2 separate regions of the Arachis hypogaea genome follow, and region 1 is linked to region 2. A link is a contact called in public Hi-C data. All regions are on one chromosome and are shown on one strand. Each heading gives the region's core, a stretch centred on a gene start, on an enhancer-like site or on the middle of the called end of the contact. The rest is flanking DNA. Distances are from core to core; before and after follow the strand shown.

Region 1 (2,700 bases), core at 119-2,618, 310 kb before region 2:
ACAATAAAGTTATTGATACCAAAGAATATTGATTAAAAATATTATTTATACATTAAAATTAATATCATATATTTATATATAAATATATATTTTATATTAATAATTAAAGATTTTACTGTATACCTAGATGTTTAATCTAATATATGCATGGACTTCTTGCATGAAGGGAGATTAGAGCATTCATGTGCTGTGTTTGTTTCACGCACGGTATACTCATACAGTCATACTCAAGCCTCAGCAGTCCTCATTCTCGCTTGAAATGCATAATGCAGAGTCAGTTGATAAAATCGAAGCAAATGAAACTACAGGCTTACCCTCTCTAATCGCTGCCGCAGCAGCGTCTTGAACTGCCTAACGCCACGGCCGGTGGAGGTCTGATCCAGCCTGTGCGCTTTCTCAAAGGCATAGAACCTACCTGCCAATCGTCATTACGCGCTCAGCAACATTAATTTGCACATCATATTTCAAAATTCAATATCACGAAATCACTATTATTATTATTATTATTATTATTATTATCGATCCGTTACGTACATAGATAGGCAACCCTGGGACGCTCGGCTTCGATCTCGTTGGCGACACGTAGAATGGGAGAAATGGAGGCGAGTGAGGACGGCACCACTTCGTTGTCGAAAACCTCCATGTTGAAGGTGGTGGAGGCACTCCTTGAACCCCGCCTCACCAACGTGGGCGGCGGCATTACTCGGTCTAGTTGCGACATTCTTCTTTATGCACGTGCCTCGCTCTGTTTATACCGTGTAGATCTATCTCTCTATTCCGTATCCTCTTCTTCCTGCAGTTCTCACTCAACCACTCAGTTATTTAATTCACTTCTCCCACAAAAAATCCAAGTTAAATTATCGATCTCTAGCTAGATACGATCTAGGAAAATTCAACTCCGATCTCATGTGTAAAATCAAATTTAACACAAATTATTATTCTTCAATAATAGGAATGAGACTCATATATCAATCAATATGCATTATATTGCAAGAAATGGTTACTACCGTCCAAGAACGTGAGAATGTTTGAATATGTTTATAAAATCTTGGATTGATTATTGTAGAAATTCACGCGTTATTGTTCGTACCTGTGATCAAAGGTAAGGGATCGGAGAATCACATTGTGGTTTTGGATGATGGTAGAGTCTCTGTATGCGCATTATATATTTTGAAGCGAGATCCAAGATGCAAGAACAGAAATCCGAAAGAAAGAGACAAGAGGAAAAATAATCTGCAAGAGGCAGAAATATAGAGGTGAGTGTAGAGAGAAGTGCGGTGAGATAGATGTGAGAGTGAGAAAACCGTTTCGGAGGTGAAGGGTAAGAAAGAGAGAAGAGTGTGAGAGAGTGAGTGAGCGCGCGTTGACAAGAGTTTGAACCCTTCGAAGTCTGAGGGAAGAAGGACTTCAATTTCAATGGAAGTCCGTTTTCGTCTTTGTCACCCCTTTTTGTAACTAATTCACATTTTATTCACCAACCCATCCCACGCCACGTTCGGTTATTCAGTTATTCTTCGCGTCACAAGTCACTCTTTGCTCGAATATTTATAAATAAATAATAAACTCAGTCGTCATAATATTATTATTTATTATGAAAAATTTATAAATTATTATTTATTATTTATTTATATATAAATTATAAACCTTCAGTCGTCATGCAGTATGCCCCGCTATCGTCGTGGACTCGCCGTGTGACTTTAATTTTTATGTAGTAAAAGTCTCAAATTTTAGTATTTTTATTAAAATTATATTAGTATTTAATTCGTAAAAAAATAGTAATTTTGTATTATTGGATAAAATTTTATAATAGAATAGATTCTTTGAATTTTTTAATAATTGAGGGAGTAAAGTGTGATTTTTTATTATCATTAATTTTATAAATGAGACTAAAGATAAATATGAGAGAAAGAATAATGAAAAGTTAGAAATCATATTTTACACTTTCAATTTTTTTTAACTTAAAAAAATTTATTTTCCAAATAAAAACACTAATAATAACTAATTAATGACTATAAATCATAACATTTATTAACTCATACTATTTTTTGTTAGTATATATTTCATCTCACCAATCATCAACAAAGAGAAATTCTAGTTAGTAAACCTTTTTTTATGTTAAAAGTGTTATCTTTTAGCATGGCTTTATTTTTAATAAATTAACCGTGTAAAAGAGTTTATCAGATGTATGTGTTTTAATTATTTTTAAATAATAAATTTAAAAATTTATTATTTCTGTTAATATGATAATATATAATTATTTATTTATGCATATTTTTAAACTAATAATACATAAAAAAAATCGAATTCATATTTAAAATGTTAGATATTTTCAATTATATCCTAAATTTGTGTTCAGATTATTCATTTTTATTCTTATTATATTTTTTCTTCCACCATTATCGCTCACCACCCGCCCTTACATTCATTAAAAATTTAAAATGCAATAATAAATTAAGAGTTTTGCTAAATAAACAATCACTTTTATAAATAGTGTGAATAATAGATTTTAGAATTGACCTAAAAAAATATTTTATTTTTAAATTATTTCGTAAATTTTAATATTAGGATAATTATCTGCACACCTAATAAATTAAATATTTAGTTATTATTAACTGTATATGAGTAAATCAAATAAAAAAATAACCATTTAATTAAAAATAATAAATATAATCATCTATATACTTATTAAATTAAACATAA
Region 2 (2,700 bases), core at 178-2,677:
TAGCATCATTTTCATTTTTTAATATTGCTCTAGTTCAAACACCAATTATGGTTCAATTGACATAACGGAAAATAAATGACGGCCACCAAGATTGCTTTCACTAGATAGTGGACTAGAGAGCTCGATTGAGTAGTGGAAGACAAAATAGTGTTCAAAGGCAAGAATTTTTACACACTAGAAATATTTAGTACTAGTATAAATCAGTCGTTTGCCTCTTTGTCAATTCCAGTTTCTCCCTGTGGCCAAACTCACCTGCTGTTCTAGGCGAATTAAAACACTAAACCAAGTTAATAGGCTTTTGCCCCACCTACTCGTGTGACAAAGATGTGGATTAAATAAAATTGGCAACCCATTGGCCAGCGACAAACCCTTAAATGGAGTTCAGTACCGCGACGAATTAGTCCTTAATCTACCGGGTTGGAGGATACTGTGGGAAACTAAAAATAAAATTGCTTGCTGGCAAATGACTTAATGAAGATGAAAAATACAATTCACTTATGAAAACTAGGAAATCTGATAAAAAGTTTGTTCGATTACACTATATTTCTTATAGACTATAAAAATATGGAACGTTAAAAAATACATTTTTTTTTTAATCTACGCGAAGATCATTTCCCCCCCCCCCCCCCCTTCCCTCTCACAAAAGCCACGCGACAGTTGTCCCTGTAAGTGTATTTAATCAAACTTTAAATATATTAACAACAATAAATTTCTCCATTTTAGTTGGCCAGTTTGACGGCATTGATTTCTTTTCTTCTTCCTTTTCTTTTTGTTTTCAATTTCTTGTTTGACTGGTTGATAAAGTAATATACTACAATTAGGCTTTGCCTTTTTGGTATTAGTACTACGTTTAGTTACCATCCCACTTTGCTATAATCAGACTCGTTCTTTTGCAATTACTCTTTTTGCAAGGTTGATTATTAACTTGTACAAAAAATGTATGGTTAATGAAGTAAAATTAATGATAATGAAATTTTAAAAAATGTAACTAATAGTGGTACCTATTAATAGTACTTGATAGATGGTTTTTCAAATAGTTCTATAAGAATATTGTTATTTAATGTATGGTAATTGGTATTTATTTTATTCACTTTTAATAATATAATAATTATATTATTATATCTTTCATTCATTTCTCAGTTGTTTTCCACCATCCCACTTCCAACGTATCATTCACTCACCACTTTAGTTTCTGTTCTCATTCTTCTCCTTTGTGTCTCGTCTCAACTCAAGCCTTGAGAAAAGGATTTTCTACTTTAATTCTGATACCATTTTTAATATCTTCCCGAAATTAAGCCCCACATCATATGTCAAGAACTCAATAAAAGCACCTTTTGAGATCTAACAGCTGTTTATTTTTTCTTCTTTGTTACTTGACTTGGAATCATCAATCAAACATCTTTAATTTTCCATGAGTGAACCTGAAATGACCATTCCACACTTATTCAGATGCCCTATCAGTTTGGACTTGTTTGAAGATCCAGTGACTCTATGCACGGGTCAAACCTATGACAGATCAAGCATAGAGAAATGGTTAGGTACAGGTAACCTGATATGCCCTGTCACAATGCAGAAGCTCCATGACCCTTCCATTGTTCCCAATCACACCCTCCGCCACTTGATCCACCAGTGGCTTCAACTTGGTCCTCAATTTCACCCTGGTAACTCTGCAACTATTGATTCTCTAGCTGCTTTGAAACACACCCTTCAATCTCAAGAGGATGATACCTTAGAGAACAAGCTCCAAGTACTTGAGAAAATCAATGTCTTCTTTTCTGGTGAGTATAGTTCTTTCAGCAGATCATGTTTCGTACAACTTGGTCTTTTGCCTCTGCTCCTGGAACTAGTTTTTGGAGGAGGAACAATAGAAGAATCTCATGTTGTATCAAATAATGATCACATGAAATTTATAGAGATTGCACTTGGTTGCATTGTGAAACTGCTGCATCTTGGTTATGATTTGGAGGCTCTAAATATTATCAAAGATGATGAGTCTAAATTAGCAACATTTGTGGTGTTATTTGAAAAAGGCACAATTACTGTTAAATCTAGCTTGTGTCATATTATAGAGTCAGCATCATCATCTGAGACAACACAAGAGTTATGTTATGTTTTCGGAAACACTCAGAAACTAGTGCATGAGATTGTTTTAGTACTTGTTCAAAATTGTGATGCTTCTGAGGATGCAGTTAAGGCCATTTTAGCACTGTGTTCATTGAATTCCAACAGAGAGAGTTTGGTGAGAGAAGGAGCAATAGAAGGGATCATAACATACATTTCAATGATTTCATCATCATCAGGTAATGAAATTACTCAAATTAGAGGACAAAACAAGAAACTTGTGACTTCAATAGCAATGGGAATAGTAGTAAAACTATTGGAGCTAGAGAGTGGTAGAGAGACATTGGTGAGTCACCCAAACGGGGTTGATACTTTGGTGAAGTTGGTGTTCAGTGTAAAATGTGATCAAGATTGCAGTGATAGTGCTGTTGAGGCACTTTCCATTGTTTGTGGAGATTATATGAGTGCAAGAGAACAAGCCATTGGTGCTGGGGTTATGACAAAGTTGCTGTTGCTTATGCAGAGTCATTGTGCCACCACTACTAAATCAAAGACCAGAATGCTCCTCAAATTGCTCAAATCCAAGTGGATTCAGGTGCCAAAGTAGGCATGGATGATGTCAATGTTAGTTAATAATGC

The links. A called contact is a pair of places that touch in the nucleus more often than the background predicts.
Region 1: a contact with region 2 is called in a Hi-C map of an unstated tissue, with 6 times the contacts expected there. The contact joins the promoter of LOC112791117 here to the promoter of LOC112791111 in region 2. A contact is called at or near these places in 3 of 8 Hi-C or Micro-C datasets (leaf and an unstated tissue).

What each region holds. Positions count from the first base shown.
Region 1 is chr3:120,431,128-120,433,827 of arahy.Tifrunner.gnm2.J5K5, reverse strand. LOC112791117 (callose synthase 5) reads right to left here and starts at 1,368. Exons shown (of 43, transcript XM_025833838.3): 1 at 1,091-1,368; 2 at 535-793; 3 at 315-415. The coding sequence starts at 721.
Region 2 is chr3:120,119,065-120,121,764 of arahy.Tifrunner.gnm2.J5K5, reverse strand. LOC112791111 (U-box domain-containing protein 26-like) reads left to right here and starts at 1,427. Exons shown (of 1, transcript XM_025833831.2): 1 at 1,427-2,668. The coding sequence starts at 1,427. The coding sequence ends at 2,668.